Linked DNA regions of Ovis aries: region 1 is linked to region 2. Evidence: chromatin contacts called from public Hi-C data. All regions are on one chromosome and are shown on one strand. Each heading gives the region's core, a stretch centred on a gene start, on an enhancer-like site or on the middle of the called end of the contact. The rest is flanking DNA. Distances are from core to core; before and after follow the strand shown.

Evidence for each region. A called contact is a pair of places that touch in the nucleus more often than the background predicts.
Region 1: a Hi-C map of tail adipose tissue shows a contact between it and region 2, with 2.0 times the contacts expected there. The contact joins the enhancer-like site here to the promoter of CD81 in region 2. A contact is called at or near these places in 7 of 16 Hi-C or Micro-C datasets (blood, hypothalamus, liver and 3 more).

What each region holds. Positions count from the first base shown.
Region 1 is chr21:45,630,360-45,635,835 of ARS-UI_Ramb_v3.0, reverse strand. ASCL2 (achaete-scute family bHLH transcription factor 2) reads right to left here. Exons shown (of 9, transcript XM_060404149.1): 4 at 4,123-5,476. TSPAN32 (tetraspanin 32) reads left to right here. Exons shown (of 8, transcript XM_060404147.1): 8 at 378-1,559. The coding sequence ends at 576. Among named protein-coding and RNA genes, the nearest start is that of TSPAN32, 20 kb to the left of the region's middle. Within about 2 kb of position 1,320, at least 22 of the 54 cell types and tissues checked have an H3K27ac peak or open chromatin away from gene starts, as enhancers often do. A contact at or near this core is called in liver and tail adipose tissue, where this site is marked.
Region 2 is chr21:45,592,347-45,598,036 of ARS-UI_Ramb_v3.0, reverse strand. It overlaps CD81 (CD81 molecule), which reads left to right and starts at 3,843. Exons shown (of 8, transcript NM_001127281.1): 1 at 3,843-3,908. The coding sequence starts at 3,843.

The DNA.
Region 1 (5,476 bases), core at 71-2,570, 40 kb before region 2:
CCGTCCCCACCGCCACCTCCCCAGAAGGGTCCTACGGGCCTGCAGGTGCGGGCGGGGTGGGGGTGGGGGGGCGAGAGCACCACCCCTTCCCGCTCCCGCCTCTGCCCAGCTGTGGGGCCCCTGGATCGAGGGCCCAGGCTGATATCCTAGAGGAGGCGCTTGGGGGGCAGCAAGCTCTCCGCCAGGCAGGCTCTGCCCCCTGCCCGCCCCCACAGACCCCAGGTCTAACAGCGGCATCTCTGGGGCCCCCAGGACAGCCCCCTGCCTCCAGCCACGCTGCGGGCTCCTCCACCATTGACCCGGCCCCTCTACTCTGGGCACCTGCTTGCCCTCCGGGCCCAGCCCCTCTGCGTCCTCACCATCCCTCTGCCCCTCAGGGCCCGCAGCTGCCCTCCCCAGGAGCCCAGAGTCTATGGACGCATACAGGAGGGCTCCCCGTCTCAGCGCCCGTCCAAAGCGGACGCTTCCGGGGGCCGTCTGAGTCCAAGCAGACACTCGGGTCAGCTTCTGCTGCTCCGGGACACCCACCCGCCTACCCACGGAAGCGGAGATGCTGCGGTCTCAACTCGCATGTGACCCTCGTTGGGGGGGGAGGAGCTGTCTCCCTCCACGTGGTGGGGGTGGGGGGAGAGGAGGCTTGACCAGACCAGCACCTCCACTGAAGCAGACGGGGGTTGGGGGAGCGGGGGTCAGCCGCAGACTCTGGGGAGAGGCTGGGGGCTGAGAGTGCGGGCAGAGGGAGTAGAGGGCGGGCTTGGCAGGGCTCCCTGGCCCCCTACGCCCAGGCTCTGGGGAGATGGAAGGATCCGAGGCAGGCTCGGGCAGACTGGGGACAGTTCAGTTCTGCACAGCGTCAGGACTGAGGCCGCCCCCGCGGGCTGCTTGTCTCCGGAGACCACTTCCCCTCTCATATGGCCCCCCATGCTCACGTCCCAGGCAGGAGGGCTCCAGCTCCCCTCTGACCCTCCAAGCAGGACTATCTGCAGGCCCAGGTGCATACGTGAGGCCAACCGGGTGACTTCCCTGTTGACGGGAGAAATCACTCATGTAGTGACGCCATGCGCACGGCCCCGGGGGTGCGTCTGAGAAATCCTGCCTGTGGCCGCCCCTGTGCCCACCACCCGACCACCTGCCGACTGGCATCCTCGGCTCAAGCCCCAGAGCCCTGGGCGGGACACCAGACTGGCCCAGCCCAGCTCTGGGGCCCCGTCGTAGCTGCCAAAGAAGGAAACACGGCCTGTTGAGCTTCTACCAAGGGGGTGCAGCCCCGCCCCACCGAAACCTGCAGAGTCTGCTTCCTCCCCAGTAAGGAGCAGCGTCTGTCAGGTGCAGCCGAACCCGGACAAAGTGACCAATGCCCGCTGCCTGCAGTCACACACACTCCGCAGTACACCTCCCAGAACAAGACGGCTCCCCAGGGACAGAAGCGCTTCCCCGCCGGAAGCTGGTGGGGCGGTTCCGCGGTTCTGGGTTTGGTAACCGTCCAAGGCCTCTGGGGAGGCGTGTTCCTCTCCCGGTTTTGCTCTTCTCATCTTACAAAATAAACTGTAAGGAAGGCACCAGCAGCGGTGGGAAGAGGGAATGGGCTGGTATCAGACACCTCCCTGGCAGTCGGGCGGTGCAGGGGCCGCGCAGCGTGGCGAAAACCAAAGAGGAAGGGGAGGGGTGTGTCCTGGTCAGAGTTCGTAGAATCTAGAATCGGATATGAGCGCGCAGGAGAAGGGTCTGCGCCGGAAGCTGCGGCCGCCGCATGCCCCCCTCCCACGCCCACCCCCGTCTGGGCCTCTCACCGGCTTCCCCTGCTGCCGGGCCGCTCTTCGTGGGGAGGGTGCTGGGAACGAAGGCGTCCTCCCGGTGGTGACCTCTGCCATGAACCCTCATCACCCCCTCACCCCGCCCTCACTCAGGAGCAGGACCCCATTTCCCCTTGACCCCATCACCGCGGCCCCCTTCGGGGCCCCTTAGTCCACTGGCCGAGGAGCCCCTGGTGGGCCAGGTGGAGACTCTCCCCCTTCCAACTCGACGTCACCATTGTTTTGCTCAAAGCATCCCTTTGCTGGGACTGAAAACCAGGTGAGCAGGGACCGACAGGGGCGAGAGGCAGGATGTGAGCAGCCCATTCATTCTAGTCACAGGAAGCGGCCCTCCCCGCCCGCGGCCTCCGCCGCCGTGCATCCTGATTTGGGGGAGATGGCGGCATCGGCTAGCATGTCCAGAGGACACAGGGCAACTGTCACCCCGCTGCCCCCGCCGCGGCCCTAAACGATGCCAGGGCTAGGCCGCCGTCCCATGGGGTCTCCTCCTTGAGGAGCCGGGTACGGGGAGGCTCTCGGGGAGCCCAGGGCACCTCCGCTTGCCTTGCTCCTCTTTCTGTAAGGCCAGGTCCTTGCCCAGAAACAGGGATCCGGGAAGAGCTAGCCCAGCAGCACGGCGTTAGGTTGGTGAATAAGGGAAGTGCGGGCGCAGGCACCGGGCATCCAAATGCAGGGCGCGGGCGGCCGGTGGAGCCGCCGCTGCCCTTCCCGTGGCGGGAGGGCCGTGTTCAGCAGTGTGCCGGCATGACCCGCCGGAGGGGACGTGACTTCAGGGGCGGCTGCGGGGGTAGTGTTTCCTGGGGAGGCTGGCACTGAACTGTGGACGCAGGAAAGTAGGCAGCCTCCCCCGTGTTGGGGGGCACCAGCCGGTCCCCCGAGGCCTGAACGGAACACACGGGGGAAAGGAGAACGCCCCTCCTCTGGCCCCACCCCCTGAGCTGGGGCGACTCCAGGCACCTCCTCCTGCCCTGAGACTGCGGTTCACGATGTCAGCTGGGGCTGAGGCCTCCAGACTCAGGCTGGATGACGTCCCCAAGCTGGCCTTCCTGGGCCACCAGTGTGCCCACGGCAGGTCATTCCCAGCCCCGTAACCACGCGAGCTATTTCCTGGTAGTACATATTTTATAGAGAGGTAGGTAGGTAAATAGCTGGGTGATAGGTGGACGGGTGTATGGATGGAGAGATGGAAGGGTGGGTGAATGAAGGACGGATCGATGGGTGTAGAGACAGATACCCCACTGGTGGGCTTCCCGATGGCCCCCGTGGTAAAAAAAAAAAAAATAAACAAACCAGCCCGCCAAGGCACGAGACTCGAGAGATGGGAGTTCCACCTCTGGGTGGGAAGATCCCCTGGAGGAGGACAAGGCGGCCCACTCCAGCATTCTTGCCTGGAGAATCCCATCGACAGAGGAGCCTGGTGGGCTACAGTCCAGGGGGTCACAAAGAGTCGGACACGACTGAGTGAGTGAGCCCGCATGCACCCCACTGGTGCGGTTTCTCTGGAGATTCCTGGCCCACAAGGGGTCTCACGTCAGTGAACCTGCTACCAGGGGGCAGGCCGGGCTCCCGGAGGCCCGGCATTGTGGTGCAGAGCTGGACGCGCCACTGCGACAAGCTGGGCATCTGGCTGTAGGGGTGTCCTGCTGGGCCCGCGGGCGGCTCCTCTCCCTGCAGGCAGCACGGGCAGGATGGGGAAGGAGACACTGCCTGCCTGCCACGGGCTCCAGGGACCTTACAAGAGTCCAGACCCCCAACCTCACTGGGCAATGGGGAGCTGCTGGCCAGCCCAACTACATGACCCGGTGCACAAATGACACCCCCTTCAAGACAGGCAGCTCGGGTCACCCTGCCACCCCATGTGCAGTGGTCCACCTCTTCCCCGGCCCAGAGGGGAGCCGAACGAGGAGTCCCACAGGGAGGTGAGGTCCTGGCCAAGGGCGCGGCTGTGTGCCTGCACAGGCTGGCACTGACCTTCCGCATCTCAGCTTCCCCAGCAGCTGCTGGGGCCCTGGGGTCCCTGGGTCCCAAGGACCAAGTCCTGTGACCCGGGGGGCACCTCCACCAACTCTGCACACCACTCAAAGTCAGCACCCCGACGTGCCGCCTGGATGCAGGTGAGAGCAAAGCAGACGCCCAAACAAGGCCTCCGCCTCCTGTGCACAGGGGACCAGGGCGCGGGGGCACAGGCTCTGTGAGACCTCTTTTCACAGGGCTTACTCGCGCTCTGCCATGCGGTTTTCACCCAAGCGGCCTACCATGCCTCCTCCAGATCTATCGGCAGGGGTCTGGGGGGCAGGGGTGAACTCACGGTCAGTGGCCTGTGGAGCGAGCCGACGGAAACCAGTGTCTGAGTGGTCCTGACGCGGGGCGCACTGCTGTCCCTGCAGGTGGAGGCACAGGTGTCCAGCCTCTGGTCCTCTGCATCTTAGGGCAGACCTAGAAATGCAAAAACAAAGCCAGGTACTCGCCGGCCGGGCAGCCACATGGGGGCCGGGGCGGGCACGTGCGTAGGTTCGTGCGGACTAAGAACACCTGGAGCAGGACTTGCCTGGTGGTCCAGTGGTTACGCTTCCAACACAGAGGATGTGGCTTCAGTCCCTAGCTGGGGAGCCGAGATCCCGTATGCTTTGGGCCGCAAAACCCAAACATAAAAAAACATAAAACAGAAGCTATATTATAACAAAATTTCAATAAAGACTTAAACAGCACCTGAAGCTGGGGCTGCCTTTACACCACCACCTGATTTTAAGGTTCACTCCCACTTCGCACCCGCCATGGGGCACAGCTCACAGGTTGGCGACCCGACCCAGGGTCCCGTCCAGAGGCAGGGTGCCGAATCGCTGCGTGTGCAGAAGCCAGCCTCCCAGACACGGCCCGTCGGTCCTCCCACTGCTTGCTCCGATTCCGCTGCTCACAGCAGCGCACGCGTGCTCTTGCCCCAAACCTGAAACTCTCTGTGCGTCAGGAGGTGTTAATTTCTTGCTCCCGCCTGCATGATTGCTGACCATTTCTGTTTCTTATTCTGCCAAATGTCTGTTTATGTCTTCTGCCCATTAAAAAAAATCAGATCCTATGTCTCTTTCTTCTGAGGCGTGGGGACGTTTGTATTACTGGGTAGAAGTCATTTGTTACTTACGTGGATTGTAAATATTGTCTCATATTTGCGACCTGACTTTCACTTTCCTTATAGTGACTTCTGTGAACAAAGGTTCTTTGTTTTTTAGCTTTTGATGAAAACTTTAATACAGAAAAGAAGTAGAAAGAGTAATATAATGAATACACATATATCCACGGGAAAGGCTAGTTTTATGTCTCAGCTCGGCCAGGTCCTGGTGTCCAGCTATTTGGTCAAACACCGGTCAGATGTTGCGGTGAAGGTAGTTTTTGATGAGATTCCCATTTTTGTGTGTTTGTACTGAGTCTTCCTTGCTGTGCGTGGCTCCTCGCTAGCTGCAGGCGCAGGCTTCTCAATGCGGCAGCTTCTCCTGTGACAGATCCCCTGCTCCAGAGTGAGGGCTCAGTAGCGGTGCGCTCCCGGGCTCAGTTACCCCAGGGCATGTGGGATCCTCTTGGATCAGGGATCAAACCCATGTCCCCTGCATTGGCGGGTGGATTCTTAACCGCTGGACCACCAGGGAAGTCTGATTGAACATCGCAATCAG
Region 2 (5,690 bases), core at 2,594-5,093:
GGGAGGAGAAGACCCAGGCCAAGTCCAGCTGGGCCGTAAGGCCTGCGGGCCCTGCCGAGCTGCTGGCCACACCCCCCATCAGCTCCCCGTCTGTCCTGGGGCAGTCAGGGGAGGGCAGGGGTGGCACAGGTAGGGGGGTAGGGGGACTCCCCTCCCAGGCTGGCAGGCCCTGTCCCCTCCCCCTCATTCTCGAATGCAGCCCATCTGGGAGCTTGTCCAGGTGCCCCGGCCCAGAGCTGGAATGGGAGCTCTGCGGCCCAGCTGACGGCAGGAGCCTTGCCCAGGCCGTGCCCCCGGGGCGTCCCTTGCCCCCTCCCTAGGCCGTGCCCGCGGGGCGTCCCTCGCCCCCTCCCCAGGCTGTGCCTCTGGGGCGTCCCTCGCCCCCTCCCCAGGCCGTGCCCGCGGGGCGTCCCTCGCCCCCTCCCCAGGCCGTGCCCCCGGGGCGTCCCTCGCCCCCTCCCCAGGCCGTGCCCGCGGGGCGTCCCTCGCCCCCTCCCCAGGCCGTGCCCCCGGGGCGTCCCTCGCCCCCTCCCCAGGCCGTGCCCGCGGGGCGTCCCTCGCCCCCTCCCCAGGCCGTGCCCGCGGGGCGTCCCTCGCCCCCTCCCCAGGCCGTGCCCCCGGGGCGTCCCTCGCCCCCTCCCCAGGCCGTGCCTCTGGGGTGCCCCCCGTCCCCAGCTCACACTGGCACACACAACATGCCACCTCTGCCTGAGATGTGGACCGCCCTGAAGGGGCACGCCTTCTAGGGGAGTCTGGGGGTGCTCCCAGGCGGGGTCAGTACTGAACGTGGATGCAGGAGAGCAGGTGCTGAACGGAAGCCTGAACGGAACACACAGGGGAGAGGAAGACACGCCCTCCTCCGGCCCCACCCGTGAGCTGGGGAGGCTCCTGGCACCTCCTGCCCTCAGACTGCGGTTTCCAGCATCGCTGGGGCTCAGGCCTCCAGACTCAGGCAGGGTGACGTCACCAAACTGGCCCTCCTGGGTCACCAGCATGCCCACGCAGTTCATTCCCAGCCCTGTAACCACGAGAGCCAATTCCTCCGGGGCCAGGCCTGACGCTCTACTATGGAAACCCTCCAGTCACCTCCACTGGGGCCAGAATCCAGGGCAGCACCATCCTTCAGGACCAAGAGCCGGCCTCACCCTGACCTCACCACCAGCCCCCACCTCAGACCTTAGAGTCTAGCCCTTTCCCCACATTCTTCTGCTACACCCAGTAGCTTCCTGTTTCCAACCTCCCCCTCTGCCTGAAACGCTCCCCTCAATACCCCAACAAAGGTCTGTCTAGTCAAAGCTCTGGTTTTTCCAGGAGTCATGTACGCATGTGAGAGGTGAACCATAAAGAAGGCTGAGCGCTGAAGAACTGATGCTTTCAAACTGTGGTGCTGGAGAAGACTCTTGAGAGTCTCTTGGACTGCAAGCAGAGCAAACTAGTCAATCCTAAATATACATCGGATTGAATTGGATTAATTCATTCAGTCAACCCTGAATACTCATTGGAAGGGCTGAAGCTGAAGCTCCAATACTTTGGCCACCTGATGCGAAGAACTGATTCATTGGAAGAGACCCTGATGCTGGGAGAGATTGAGGACAGGATAAGAGGGGGTGACAGAGGATGAGATGGTAGGATAACATCATTGACTCAATGGACATGAGTTTGAGCAAATTCTGGGAGATAGCGCAGGACTGGGAAGCCTGGTGTGCTGCCGTCCATGGGGTTGCAGAGTCGGACATGATTTAGCCCTAGCGGCTGAACAACAAAAGCACCCCACAGGGCTGGCTCCATCACTGACTTCTCCTGGAACCCCAAGTAGGAGCGCCCCCCAGCCCCCAGTGGCTTTCCATCCAGCATCCTCCGAACAGTGTCCCTTCCCAGCACTGCCATGACCACCGTGGGGTGGCATCTGTGGCCCTCACCAGGGCCTGAGGTCCTCAAGCGAAGGGGGCCTGGCTGTCCAGCTGCTCACAGCGCCTGGCACATAGTTGGCACCCGCAGGACTGAAGCAGCAGACAGAAGAAGCGGGGTGGCGGCCCAAGGACGCAGGCACACGGTTCTGCGGCTCCCTGAGCTTGGGCTCTCTTCCCCACCACCCCCTTCCTAGAAGGCCCAGGGAAGAGACAGCCCACAACGTTGGCAGGGAATGTCTGCATCACTGCAGGGAGAGGATGGGAGGACAGGGTGCCCAGGGCACCTAGACAAAAGTGAAAGTGTTAGTTGCTGAGTCGTGTCCGACTCTTTGTGACCTCATGGACTCCTGGCACCTCCTCCTGTCCTCAGACTGCGGTTTCCAGCAGTCTCTGTCCATGGAATTCTCCAGGCAAGAACACTGGAGTGGGTTGCTGTTCCCTTCTCCAGGGGATCTTCCCAACCCAGGGATTGAACCCAGGTCTCCCACATTGCAGGCAGATTCTTAACCATCTGAGGCACCAGGGAAACCACCTAGACAAGTGACTCTTCAAACTGAAGCCCTGTTCTGCCTCCTGGTCAGCAAAAAGAATCCAGGCAGACCCCTCAAAGACATTACTTCTTTTGGTTATAACCTTCATCACGCACAAACCCCACACCTGCGCTCCTGGCTCTTCCAGAAGCGTGAAGCTGAAACAAATTTTTAAATAAACCGCCGAGAAAGGACTAGCAGAGCCTCTCGATGGATACGACACAGTATCGATGGATACGACACAGTAGCCACTGGCCTTCTTCCGCTACTGAAATGCAAACCCCTGCACCATGAGCAAAATCAGTCAGCCCCAGGCGGTGGCGCTGGCCACGTTTCAAGCGGTCAGTAGTTACTCGTGCCAGGGTGACCGCAGAGGCAGAGCCCCTGTCTCTCCAGCTGCGGTCACCTGGGCAGAAAGCTTGACGAATCACCTCTTTGCCCCCTGGTTAGCTCAGGCAGTGAGGGCAGCAGGGAACTCAGGAGACAGCAGGGCTGTGGGTACTGGCACCACCAGGGTGTGTGTGAAACACGCTGCATGTTCCAGAGGTGGCCTGGGCCTCTTGGACGCAACACTGGCCGGGGACACTCTCTCTGTGACCTTTCCAGCACAGACTCCTCTACCAGCCCTCAGCGATTCCCCGTTTCCATGGGGCAAGGGCCCAGCGGCCTAGACTCGGCTTCTATGATCTTCACGCCAGGGCCTCCTCCACGGTGGCCTCACTGCCAACCCGACCCGGCTTTCTGTCCCGAAAAGCGCTGTGAACAAAGCGCGCTGCTGTCTGCGCTTAGCTGTTGGCCGGTGCATCACCTCCTCCATGGCGCCTTCTAGGATCGTCCCCAGGAGCCTGGAGGAGGGGAAGTGAGTCTTCCCTGGCTGCAGGCCAGTCCTCCCGCGCGGCCCTTCGGGGAATTGAGCGTGCCCGCAGCCCAGGGATGCGTGCGGCTCCTGGCACTGCGCGCCCAGGCCCCTGCGTCCTGACTGTCGTATCTGACACCCCGAAGTGTGCGAGCCACAGGGGGAGGGTCGTGCGCCCCTTCCCCGGGAGCCAGGCTGCGGGCTGGGGCTGCGTCCACTCCGCGCTCCAGCAGCAGGGGCGGGGGCGGGGCCTCGGGGCGGAGACTGTGGGCGTGGCTTCGGCGCCCTATAAATACCGGAGCGGGGCGCGCGCCCGAGCTCAGAGTGAGCGCGCAGTGGCTGCGAAGACTCAGGCGCGTCCCGGCCAGGCCTCCAGCTCGCCGCGTCCGCGTCCCTCCGCGCCCCTCGTCCGCGCCTGACCCGCGCCTTCCGTCTGCGCACCCCAGCTGCCCGCCAGGCCCCCAGCCGCTCTCCAGGCCCCCAGGCCCCGCACCCGACACCCAGGACAGGCACGCGCCCCGCAGGCCGCCCGCCGCCCGCGCCGCCATGGGGGTAGAGGGCTGCACCAAGTGCATCAAATACCTGCTCTTCGTCTTCAATTTCGTCTTCTGGGTGAGCCTGCCCCGGGGTGGGAGGGCACTCCCCGAGCCCGGCAGGCCGCGCGCTCGGCTGGGCCCCGTCAAGGGGGCGCAGCCGGGCCGCCAAGTTGCGGGGCCACCTGTGTGCGCCCAGTCTGGCTGGGTGGGAGGGCCTAGGCCGGCGAGTCGCGAAGGTGGGGGTCGTCCGGGGCCGCCGCGTCCCTCGACGGCGGGTTTGGAGGCTCTAAGACGGGTTTCGGGCCTCTGCGCGTCGGGACCCAGAACCGCGCCGCCGGGCCCTTCGCGGACCCGGGGTCAGTTCCCGGCTGGTGATGGTGGTGGTGCGGTGGGTGCGCGTCCCGAGCCCAGCGCCCGGCTACTGCTTAGTTCTCCGGACCGCTGTTTCTGGGGCCACCCTGCTTCTGGGGGAAAGAGGGGCTCGAGGGCGGGGCTTGAGTCGCCCCGCCCCCATGAGCTCATCAGGGCCACCGCCCCTAGATGGGCGGCCCGGCCCGGCGCAGTGGCTGGCGAGCGGGCGGGCGGGGGGAGGTGGGGTGGCGCGCTGCAGTTTGCCTTAGTCCTGGGGACGGTCCACCCGACTCTGGGCCCGGCTCAGTTCACCCTCCTGTTTACTGTCGCCACCCTGGGGGTCGGTTTGGGGGTCCGTGCCCGGGCAGAGCGCAAACAAGAAGCGCCCTGGACCCGGGTGGCCCGCGGGCCAGTGTGCGCATAGTGGTGTCCCCAGTTGGGGGGGCCGAGCCTCGTCACCCAGAGGTAGATTCCAGCCCCTCCCCGCCCTGGGGCGCTGCAGAGGCTGTGAGGGGCGAGGGGCTGAGCGGTGTTCCGAGCTGGCACAGGCAGGGCCCGGAGAGCGGGGCGACTCCGAGCCTGAGGGTGCTGGGGCGGGGTGGATGCCCATCTCGGGGCTTGGAAAGAGGTGCCCACAGGTGAGACGTCTGAGGGGTGCTGGAGGGTCTCCTGGGGCCTCTGGGCGGCCAGCCTGGGTTGTGTTTCCTGATGAGCCTTAACTGCTGGCTGGTGCCGGTGAAGCTTTGGCTTTTGTTTGCATTTCCTGTTGGTGCTGGAATTAGGGGCGTGGAGCTCTTTTGCTGTCCCGGCGGCCCCCAGGCATGGGCGTCGGGAGCCCCTCTGGCAGCTGTGTGCTGCCACCCCTCTGGGGTCCCAGGGCAGGGACCTGGGCCACCTCCTGGCCCCTCATTGCTTCTCCACCGCCCCAGGCTGCTCAGCCCTTGCCGGGAGGACGAGGACTGTCTGCTGGATGTCAAGTCGACATGGGGAGGCTAAAGTTTTAAAATGGCTCCTGGAGAACCGTGTGGGCCTGGAGACCTCTGTTTGCCCTCCGGACGGCCCGGGGTCCGGTCCCGGGACCCTGAGGTGTTGGCTGGGGAGGGCAGAGACTGGACTTGGGGTGGAGGTGTGACATCCTGCCTGCAGGGGCACCCGTGGGGGCCCAGGGCCTTCAGCCTCTGCCCTGAGGGTGGGAGCAGGGAGGCTGGCAGGATGGGCCAGGGGCCTTGGCAACCTTTGCTGAGGGGCTAGCCTTGGTGTTGATTTAGTAATCGCCTGCTTTGGCCTTGGCAAGGGGTGTCAACCAGACCCCCTCTCCCAGCGGCCTTCACGCTTTTCCCCTGAGTGCGGAGCTTGGGAGGGCCCGGGTGGGAGGTGGTGGTCAAGGAAGAAGACGGAGCTTCCCGGAGAAGCCCCTCCCACCTCGCGGCCTGGGAGGTCTCCCTGCAGACTCCCCCCACCCCCAGCTCCTCCCAGCTGCCTCTGGTAATTTCCCAGGTTTCCCAGG